Linked DNA regions of Danio rerio: region 1 is linked to region 2. The links are chromatin contacts, called in public HiCAR-type maps. All regions are on one chromosome and are shown on one strand. The core of a region is the stretch at or near the end of the contact, and the rest is flanking DNA. Distances in the headings are between cores, read along the strand shown. Region 1 holds the start of il12ba (interleukin 12Ba). Region 2 holds the start of sh3tc2 (SH3 domain and tetratricopeptide repeats 2).

Region 1 (5,907 bases), core at 797-3,296, 170 kb after region 2:
CTATCTATCTATCTATCTACACACAGTTGAAGTCTGAATTATTAGCCCCTCTTTGATTTATTTCTTCTTTTTAAAATATTTCCCAAATGATGTTTAACAGAGCAAGGGCATTTTTACAGTATGTCTGATAATATTTTTTCTTTTGGAGAAAGACTTTTGTTTTTATTCGGCATGAATAAAAAGCGGTTTCAATTTTTTTATGAACCATTTTAAGGTCAAAATTATTAGCCCCTTAAGTCTTCAGAACAAACCATTGTTATAAAATAACTTGCCTAATTACCTTAACTTGACTAGTTAACTTGATTAACCTAGTTAAGCCTTTAAATGTCACTTTAAGCTGTATAGAAGTGTCTTAAAAATATCTAGTCAAATATTATTTACTGTCATCATGGCAAAGATAAAATAAATCAGTTATTAGAAATGAGTTACTAAAACTAATATGTTTAGACATGTGTGGAAAAAAATCTTCTCTCCGTTAAACAGAAATTGGGGAAAAAATAAACGGGGGCTAATAATTTTAGGGGGGCTAACAATTCTGACTTCAACTGTATTTATATATATATATATATGTATATATATATATATATATATATATATATATATATATATATATATATATATATATATATATATATATATGCATGCATGCGTGTCTGTGTGATGTATGTAAAATTTGGCCCGCGACAACGTTTGTTTTTTTGCATCTGGCCCTCGGCCCAAAAAGTTTGGACACCCCTGCCTTAAAGAATACAGAAGGGAAAAAAATGTAACTCAAAAGCACAGATCCTATTTTTATTTTTTCAATCGTTCTCCTAATTTTTTTCATTTAATATATCTGTACAAATCAATAAAGGCTATAAAGACAAAGGAAATTTGACAGTAAATAGGGGTTTTTCCCTGCAGCATCAAACAGGGGAAGTGTTTTCATTTTGGCTCTAATATTGTTGGTGACCATGGTCGTGGTAAGTGGCTGTTTTAGGGACTGTTTTTGATGTGCTCATGTTTTGTAAGAGAATGACTTCATTCACTACTAAGCAGAGCGCAGACCATCAGATAAAACTTCTCAAAAATCAATACCACCATGCCAATGGTATGCCCAATTTTGTTGTTAAATGTTCCTTCCCCACTGCTGTCACATGCTTGATTGCATTTCAAAACTGCACGACTCAATGTCGGAGAAAAGGGAAAAGAGAAGCGTTCAAACATTGAAATTCCACCATAGCAATTATGTCTACTTATTACAGATTCATAAAAATTACATCAAAATATTGCAGATTTTATCCTCATGTTATATGTTAAATGGGAAATGCCAATTTTAAAAAGCACTTATTATCATTAAAGTTGTTTTATTTAACAAGAATATCCAGACAGGAAAAATAAAACATTTTTATAAACGTAAAAAATAAAAAAATAAATAAAAATATCTATAAATAATATTAAAAATGCTTTACTTTCAGCAAACAGTGAGGTAAAAGATGTTTCTTTTTCTTTTTTCTGTGTTTCATCTTGAATAGTGTGATTCATGGTAATGTTTAATGTTCTGACAGTGTCATTAATCTACAAATCCCTTAATGACTTTATCTGAGTAAAAAGAGGAATTGTTCATTTTTGGAAAAACCAGCTGACAGCAGGGTTTAGCCGGGACAAACAAACAGGTAACGCAACCAGGTAAATCATCATCCAGCTTTCAGATGAGAACTTGTAGCAAAAATCCCCCCCCCCAAAATATTGACTTAACACCTTTAAATCTCCATTACTTGCTGCAAACCAATTAGCCGAGTCTTGTGTTTTATATATAAGCTGAAACAGATGTGGAATACTGTTTTGAATGGGCTGTGGTGTTTAACAGATAATCAGTCTATTATTAGAGATAGTAAAGGAAGGCACAGTGGAAGTAGAAGCAACTTGATTAATAAGGAAAGCTCAGGTCCTGCAGTTGCTCATGCAGGGTTTGCTTCCTCTAACCTGTGCTGGACTTTTCCTGGTTGGGGAAATTCTGCAGTCCTGACACTTAGCTTAAAAGCTTGCATGTTAAACACAACAACTAATCAAAACCAGTCTGCTTGTGGAGGATCATCTTGCTGGATAGTTTTTGACTTTTGATCAAAGGTAAGTCTCATTTCCGAATATTAATAAAAGTTTATCGAAAACATTTGTCGTAAATACTATGCATTTTATAAAAGTATTTAGTTCAATTATTGTTGAATGCCTTGAGAAATATAGATACAGTTGAAGTCAGAATTATTAGCCCTCCTGTTTATTTTTCCCCAATTTCTATTTAGTGGAGAGAAGAATTTTTTTACACATTTAATAACAACATAATAGTTTTAATAACTCATTTCTAATAACTGATTTATTTTATCTTTGCCATGATGACAGTAGATAATATTTTACAAGATATTTTCCAGACACTTCTATACAGCTTAAAGTGACATTTGAGGGCTTAACTGGGTTAATTAGGTTTACTAGGCAGGTTTGGGTAATTAGGCAAATTATTGTATAACGATGGTTTGTTCTGAAGACAGTCGAAAAGATATATAGCTTAAAGTGGCTAATAATTTTGACCTCAAAACGGGTTTTAAACAATTAAAAACTGCTTTTATTCTAGCTGAAATAAAACCAATAATACTTTCTCCAGAAGACAAAATATTATCAGACATTGTGTGAAAATCTCCTTGCTCTGTTAAACATTATTTGGGGAAATGTTTTAAAGAGAAAAAACAAAATTAAAATTTTGACTTCAAATATATTTATTTATTTATATATTATGGGTTTACTTTGAGCACTTTCCCTGATTTTCCAATTAATCACAAAGAAGCAATACGAGGTATGATTATTAAACTGTAAAACATGTCATTTTTAAATATATATTATTTAACATTCAAACAACCCTCATTTTCAGTTACAACAAATGAAAACATTTTTTATTTTAACAACAAAACAACTATCACCATATGCAGGGTTCAACACAATTTATTTAGGTTGTCCAAACACAAATCTACAATTTTTTGGATTGAACATAAAGAATAAAGTTGCCCCCCCCCCTCAAAAAAATGTGAACATTTATGTTCATTTTATGTTCAAAAGTAGTTTGAACACTGCAAAAAATGCTTTTCTTTCTTAGATTTTTTTGTCTTGTTTCTAGTCCATATATCTAAACTTCTTAAATCAAGAAGCATTTTCTAGGCAAGCAAAGCATAGTTTTTTTTGTTTTGTTTTTTTACTGAAACTCATAGAAACTGAATCCTTAAAATTCAGAGAAAATGAGAATTTTCAAGTGGTTTATTACTTTTTCCATACACTGTAAAAAGCAAGCTGCTAAAAAGTGCGTACACTTATGGCCTTCAAATTACTAAGTAAAGGAACTATGTGCGTACTTAAAAAAATGAAGTTAGATAAGTTAAGTCAACTTAACAGTTCTAAGTTACAACAGGAATACTTACATTTTTTAAGTAAACCCAACTTGTCATTTTTAAGGCAATAGGTTTACTCATTTTTTAAGTAATCGCTTTTTACTGAATTACAGACAAATTATTAGCAAATAAGTTGATTATTTGTAAGTAATTAAATATTTAAATACATTTAATTTTCACAAGTTAAAAAAGTGTTAACTTTTCTTTTTACACTCCAATTATGTGGTTATGTTGTGTTTTTTTTTTTTTTTTTTTCGGCCATTTGGCTACTTGTAATTGTTTCTCATTTTTAATTCCTTTTATTGTCCAACAGATGTTTCTTCTTAGGTTAAGAACGTTGTTTTGTCTTTATTCGTTGGCTGTAGGATCCATCCAAACATCTGAGAGCTTCTGGAAACTCAAACCAAATGGTAAAACTCACATCAAATTTTTACAAAAATACCCCATGTTATGTTTTGTTAACTGCTGAGATAACTTTTAATTGCATTGGGCTTGCTTTAACATTCTTTCACTTCACATTTGTTTTTCGTTCGTCTGTCGACAGTGCTTGTGGTGGATGTTGATGTAAAAGGTGTAAATAGGGTAGAAGTGCCAGTGATCTGTGGAGAAGCGTATGAAGGGCATAATATCACATGGACCAAAAACAAAGATAAACATCTGGAGGCTCAGGGAAACAGGATTACGGTGACGGTGGAGGGGTGGAAAGGGGCCAATTACTCCTGTTTCGACAATGAGGGCTCCTACCTGAACCACACACTGGTTCTGGCCCAGTGGAGCTTTAGGAAGATCATCAGAAACACTCCTGAGAAAGGTAAAAGCATCATTTTTGTAACACATCTGAAGATCAGAGATGAAAAGGGGTTTTCAGGGATTAAAATAATAAGTGCCTTGATAAGTTTTTTTTTTTTTGTCATTGCTATGGATAGTCCTGTTTGTTTTGTTTTTTTTTTGTATATGCTTATATACTGTTAAAATATTTTTATGTTGGGAAAACATGAAGGAATTATGTAGCTTAAAATTTAAGGCGATTAAACTGAAAACAATTAAGTTGTCATAAAACAACTGAACAAACAGTAAACGTCATTTTTGAGTGTATAGTTTTTATATTTCAATATGCTATACACTTGTTTATTATTTATAAACAGTTTATTTGGCATTACAATACTAAGTAGTCTATAGATTAAATATATTGGGGTCATTTTTTTTTGTTTGTAAAAGCCAGTAATATTGTGATTTTTGTTTATTTTTTTCAAATATGTAAACATTTATTTATTCATCATTCTTTACTGCATCATTGTCACATAATCCTTCAGAAATCATATTAATTATAAAGAACAATATTTATTTGAAATATTTTTTAACTTTAGCAAGTTGTTGTTAATTTAATTTGTCTTTGGTTTTCCTAACCCCAAATGTTTTTTTAGTGTTAGAAAATGTTTAAAGTTTGTTAATTCTTTTTATTTAATTATCAACCAAGGTTACATCCACTGTGCAACAAATAATTATGGAGGATTTTTCCAATGTTCATGGTCGTGGGGTGAGAACAGACATGGCCATATTACTCACATTGAAGCTATACGGTATGTTTCCCAGACTTTCTCTGCCATCTTGACGATAACGGTGCACTGAAAAAAGTGTTGCATGCAGAACTGTTGCAAACAATTTATTTGTGTTGAATTTAAACAAACAAATTATGTTTAATAATGTTCAACTTAGTGTGTTTGTTTAAATTCAACACAAATAAATTGTTTACAACCACTTAACGTAAAAAAATTGAGTAAATCCAAGGAATCATCTTTGAATAATTTTTTTCAGTGTGTGTAGAAGTAAATCCATAAATACATAAAGAAAGAAAGAAAGAAATAAAGAAAGAAAACTTGATTGTTTCTTTTCCAGGCCTGATGGTGGAAGCAACATCAGCTGCAGTCTGGATCCCGGAGGAAAGAGTATCACCTGCTTAGACCAAGACTACTGTCCATATGCAGAGGAGCTGGAGCGCATCAACCTCACTGTTTACTTCAGAAGCAGTTTTGTTGTAGAATCATACAATGCAAAGTTCTACATCATGAATATTGGTGAGCTCTTCAAATCTTTAAAATGCCAAAGTAGTACAGTATAACTCTCATATTAGTGTTGCGTATCAGTGTTGCGTATTCTTAAGGCAAATTTTTTATGGTCTCACCTTTGTGACAACCTCACTTTTATTTGGTGCCAGTTTTGTGTTGGTCTGGACTCTATTTGGTCTTGGCAGTGTCTTGGTATAGCAGGTCTTGAACACTAACACCATTAAAGTTTTCGTGAAATAAAAAAAAAGTAATGTTAGATGTTAACATTGTTAGATGAAGATTTTAGTATCAGTGTGTTTGTCTTAATGATATCTAATAGCTAGTGTGCTACATAATAATGACAATAATTGCATTCAGAAAAACCACCTAAATAGACCTCATACTTCAGTTTCTCATCAAATCTTGACATATCAAATGCTCTCTAGTAT
Region 2 (6,017 bases), core at 1,165-3,664:
AAGCAGGACATTAGTCATTAATTTAGGTAAAAATAATAGTTGTTGGAGCAGCACGGTGGTGCAGTGGGTATAGCACTCTCACCTCACAGCAAGAAGGTCACTGGTTCAAGCATCAGCTGGGTCAGTTCGCATTTCTGTGAGGAGTTTGCATGTTCTCCCCGTGTTTGCATGGGTTTGATCTGGATGCTCTGGTTTCCCCCACAAGTCCAAACACATGCGACAAAGGTGAATTAGGTGGTTTAAACTGTTAGCCAGCACTCAATTTTGGGGATTTACACCTACTTAACTTTAAATAGCAGCAGTTCTTGACTCCAGTAAGCTACAAACACAAATTATGTATTATTGGATAGACGACACTTTGAGCTTTACTGTGGTAAAGTTACATGTTAAAAAAAAATATAAAAAGTCATACATTATGAAGTCATGAGAAAAAAGCTTTAAGCTATAAGCTTTCCATTGAAAAAAATCTAGCTACAATGGCTGCTTGAGGGTTGTAGCTTTAAACTGATATACAGTTTGTCAAGATTACTTGTTCTTTGTGGTGTAATCTATTCATAAACATTGACATGTGGGAAACCAACGACCCAGTGCGTCTACGTGCTGGCTAAAGGGTTAATAAAATGACTAAGCTGAAAAAGAAAATGAATGAATAATAGTTGTTGGTTTGTTAATAGCGAGAACTGCACTTTAAAATAAAGTTTGATTGAATACTTACAGTAATGCTGATTTGTTCATGGGTCATAGGAGACATTCTATCATTGTGATAACATGTATCATTGTTATATTTTACAGAATATATAAGTGTATTTTATTTGTACAGATAGCATATTTAAAAGTGCAATAAAAGATGGTTAGTACTGTATTAAAAGTGGTATAATATATATTTTTAAATATAACAGTAGTATTTTAAAGGTATATTTTAGTTCAACTTTTTGATGTGTCAAAATAGCATAGTCATCTTGTTTACTTTAAATAGTACTAAAAATTAACTGTTAAGTAAAAAATGAGTAACCAAAAATGTTTGTGCACGTTTTTCACCAGGGAAAAATTCTCATTCCTATTTTCAAACAAGATGTTGGCAAATGGAACTTTATCACATCAATTTAATAGATTCAGCAAGAACAATCAGAAGGCATTATGCATCACTGCATCATTTCAACATCATTGCATACATGCAAACCATTACAGTTTCATTTTTCGTACTGATCAAGTGTTTATATGCTCCCTCATTTGTATTTGGAAAAGTTTATTTCACCATTCTTGATCCAATTGAAATGTAAGTTTTCAGGTGCTTGTGTGAATCATTTATTACAATTAAACTTTTAAATAGATTTTTAAATACACCATGCATCTACTGAGCTGATCTTGAGAATCAACTTTCAGATTCAGGAAGCATATAAAATGATTATTTGTTAATAATCACGGGCACAATAGATGAATAGATATAAATATGCTATCCAACAGATGTGCTGTGGAAGCCGTCAGCTGCTTGTCTTGTGTGCCATGTTAATGCCGTGACTATGGTTTGGGCACATGGCCTGCTGGCTCCACCAGTTGTCGGGGGTTTGATTCTCTATCATTGATGTGGTATGTAATCCATTTACCCACACCATCTGAGACCTGTGGTCACACTGTACTGCACAAAGAGCCTTCTTTCACAGACCAGTCACATGGCCAATATCTTCTCAGGGTGACTTTTGTAATGACTCAATAACAGTCCCTAGAATCTGGAGTCTTTTCCAGGGTTTATATTTAACCAGGCTAGAAAAGCAAAAAATGACTAGCTGAGCCTAGGCCCTGCCTGTTATCTGACCTACTGACGAAACAGAGCCACATGAGCACAGGGAATTCTTGGAAGAAAATAATAATGTTTTAAAGAAACTTGATATCTTCACTAGATATAAACATGTGACTGAATATTTGCCTAGAAATGCTAAAGGAAGCACCTTTGGAATGTGAGCAAGAGGGCGTATTTGACTATAATGAAGCTGATAGCAACTCTACAGGCATTTTGTTTTGCTCTATGAAAAAACAAGTCAGACCTGAAGGATTACTTTTATTATCAAACAAAAAAACTCACATTCACATTTTTCTCACATACACAATTCACATTTCCTTTACTTTTTGTAGGTTTTCAAAGAAATGAAAACTGGTTGGATTCCTGATGAATCAGATATTTAGTATTAGCTTAGTCATGAAAGTAAAAATATTGATAGTCTGAATACTAGCTATCTATCACCTTATCAACAAAGTGAACACCTTCTGTATGGATTTAGAGTTTAAATAGAACAAGGAAATAAGAGAACAAGTCTCAGAAAGAGAGAGAGAGAGAAAGAGAAACAGAGAGGAAAAACTCACATATGATTTAGGGGAGGAGTTTACATAACTTCCCTCAGCTCTACACTCATGCAACCAGAAGACACACGTACACACACAACCCTTGTCCCTCCTACAGGAGCATTATGGATTATTATGGTTAGTTTTGGTAAGTTTTAAAAGGAACTCCACAGAGCTCGTATTGTGACAGATCTATGAGGAACGAACACACAACCGGGAGTCAGCAAGTCAGAGGTACGCTCTTTCTCAGAGACTAAAGTGCATATAGACTAATGTGTGTTTAGTTCACATTCCTGTGTTAATAGTTTTCAAGTTTTGAATGAAAGTGGGACAAGTGGTTGAATTATATGTACTTTTAAAGATTCTGTTAAGACTTTTGGTTGTCTTTTCATTTACATAGTTTTTCTCTGTGAGAATCTGTCTCTTAAAACAAACTGTAGAACTTTTCACTAAGTAGCCTATATAAGAAATTGTTTCTCACACCGTTTAATAGTAACAGGCTGCCAGCATGTGCTGCTTGGGCATGAACGACATTCTAAACTTAGAGTCTAGACTCATTACTCGGGTTACATACCTTGTTGTTTTCACTGACATTCACACACTGTGCTAGTAACCCAGAGAGAGAGAGCGCTAACTTCACTGTCTCCAAGTGCACAGGACAGTTCACCTTCTATGTATCACATTCAGAAGGGAATGTGCTGCCAGCCTTCAACAGTTACTACTTTCACAACATTAGGTGTGTAGTTATAAGTATGACACCTTCACACATATGGTTTTTAGTTCCCAGGGTATGAATTATGAAGTTTCCAACCCCCTACAAAGAAGTTAAACTAGGAATTTGGGGAGCATTTATAATTGTATAGTATTCACATATAGTGTATCAGAAGTCTAGATATTTGATTTCTCAGACCAGAAAATAGGACAGACAGTTTTATAATCTTTTAATTACACAATTATGTTTCTGCTGTTGGAATAATAACTTTTATGGTTATCATAGAAAACAACCTGTTTTTTTAGACTTTTCAAATAATGAAACACCACTAATGAATATTGAAATGATATTATCAAAGAGTTTTGAATACTGAATGACTTTCTTGAGGTAAAGACCATTTTACCCGACTCATCACTATGTACTGGCAGTATGATAATATTACAGCACAATAATGCGAGTACACTCTTTAAAAGAACAACTTTTAACATTGACTTTTTTGAAGTTCAATAGACAGATTCAGCAATTGCATAAAACACATTACATTTTCTTAGGTTTTACTGTTTCTTTAAACATACCTTAAACATGTTTTTACCTTTATATACTTATAGCTAATTACTTTCGCTTCAAACTTAGTCCTATACTTGCAAATTAATTGATATAGAAATGTGATTAGATGGTGATATTGTCTTTTAAATTATACTAACACAATTGGCTCCCACATATTAGGCAATTTTGCATGACATGTGACTACTGCTAGCCCTCACCAATGTCATTTTAAAAAATATGAAATAAGGGACATATGCTGAGGCACTAAATACAGCATAAATATGAGATTTTTATGGGGAAATGTGATTTTAGTCAAAATAATCAGAATAAATTATTATTAAAATCCAGGTTAGTTTTTTTTCTTAATTCAGAACATAAAACCTATGCAAAAAAAAAAAAAAAGATTTTCAAACTAATATGGTCATTGTTACAATTTAGTAGCAGCTTAATTTTTTATAGGCCTATTAATGATAACTACTGTACGTTTTGTTGTGTGATGCATTGCACCAAAATTAATTGTGATAAAAAATGTTGTCATTTTAAGACCATTTTACACGACTCATTACCATGTAATGATAGCATGTTAGCACTATTATAGCATAATAATCCATGTACACTCAAAAAGCAGCTTTTTTAATTATCAAGAATATTTAGCTATTAGTATAATTTTTATAATATAACAAATAGTCCATAAAAATGGCTAATATATATATATATATATATATATATATATATATATATATATATATATATATATATATATATATATATATATATATATATATACACATATATATATATATATATATATATATATATATATATATATATATATATATATATATATATATATATATATATATTCTTTTTTTTCTTTTTTTCTATATCATTGCTGTAAAAAGTAGCAAGTGCATAATTTACACACTGGGTGATTATGGAGGAGCTAATTGCTTCAGGTTTTTTTCGCTAAAGCACATAGAGATTTTCTGTGAGAGTTGTTGAGGTATGCTGAGAAATGGCTTTTGGCTGTTTACCACTGCTCTTGCTCACAAGATCTCCACAGATTCAATTAGAATCTGACTGGGTTCTCTCTTTACAAAACACTACGATGAGCAAAATTACTCTATATAGACAAGTACACTCTTTGTTATGCCCCAAAACACAGACAGTGAAGTAGTGACAGGGAGACAATCATATGGTAGACTGACTACATTAAAAAATATTGAGAATACTATCTATATGATTTGAATATGCTAAACATTTTTTTTAACATCACACTAAATACATAATACACCAAAACAACATATTAACAGATTGTGTACATCCAAAGAACATGGATGTCTGTGTACATCTAAAGAACCACATTTTAAACAACATTCTTGACTAAAATACAAGCTTAATTGCTGAAGTGTCACTCAGTAACCTACATCATGAATGATTCCAGGCTTTAAACAAATCACGAGGCATTGGTTTATTGACAGATTCATTAAGATAATCACTTGCTGCACTTTTGAATGAAAATGTTAAATGAAACATAATTGATAAACGAACAAACGTTTTTAATGAAATAATAGACTATTCGCTGATATTGTAAGGCAGTCACTTATTAGCACTTACTGGACAATTAGTTTTGGTTTCATATTTTCACATATTTAATATTTTTCCATATTTGAAATATGTTGCATTGTAAAACCTTCATATTATGTAATGTTTTAATGCATTTTAGAATCTTTTGAAGTTGTAGATACAATAGAAATACATCCATTAAATTTGTGATATAGTTCTAAATACATCTAAATGGCAATAAATAAATAGAAAAATGTGCAACCTCTGCTGTTCAAAGGTATTGATAATTTAATTTGATTGGAAACAGCCTTTTGATTTTTCATTGTTCTAAATGTAGTTTTAAAATAAATGTACAAATTTAATGAACTGAGATATGTTCATTATTAGAGAATTTACCAATTCAATGTTCTATCTGAACTAAATATTTAATGTATACTATTAGTATGAGTATTAGTGGATTTTTATAATTTTTAAAAAGGGTTTTTCCCACGGAGGCTGTTAGATCTTAAAGGTCTGCGATTCAAGAAAACACATGCAATTACAAAAAACGCCAGCAAATTAAGAAAAGATTTTCATCCGTTTGACAGCACACGTGCTGCAAATCGTCACAATTTTAAAATGCGCTGCATTCTCACACAATGCAAACAAATGAATAAGATGTGCTGCATTTTTTCACAACACAAACAAAATATGAAAACTCACTGAATTTTCTCACAACACTTGCAAAACCATTGGAACACAACAGAAATGTTTCAAGTGGACATAAAAACCTCGCTATTAGCTTAAATAGCTGGGGTTTGTCACGTTTTAGGGTCCCTTTGAAACATTTTCGTTGTGTTCTGAGCTATTTGAGTGT

What was found. HiCAR-type assays count read pairs that join an accessible place to other places.
Region 1: a HiCAR-type map of caudal fin shows a contact between it and region 2, with 5 times the contacts expected there. The contact joins the promoter of il12ba here to the promoter of sh3tc2 in region 2. A contact is called at or near these places in 6 of 18 Hi-C or Micro-C datasets (caudal fin, embryo, hematopoietic stem cells and 1 more) and 1 of 4 datasets of contacts at active chromatin or transcription factors (caudal fin).

Annotation. Positions count from the first base shown.
Region 1 is chr14:39,549,354-39,555,260 of GRCz12tu, forward strand. It overlaps il12ba (interleukin 12Ba), which reads left to right and starts at 2,047. Exons shown (of 8, transcript NM_001007108.1): 1 at 2,047-2,109; 2 at 3,727-3,823; 3 at 3,958-4,224; 4 at 4,891-4,993; 5 at 5,310-5,488. The coding sequence starts at 3,727.
Region 2 is chr14:39,377,655-39,383,671 of GRCz12tu, forward strand. It overlaps sh3tc2 (SH3 domain and tetratricopeptide repeats 2), which reads left to right and starts at 2,415. Exons shown (of 18, transcript XM_068213386.2): 1 at 2,415-2,571.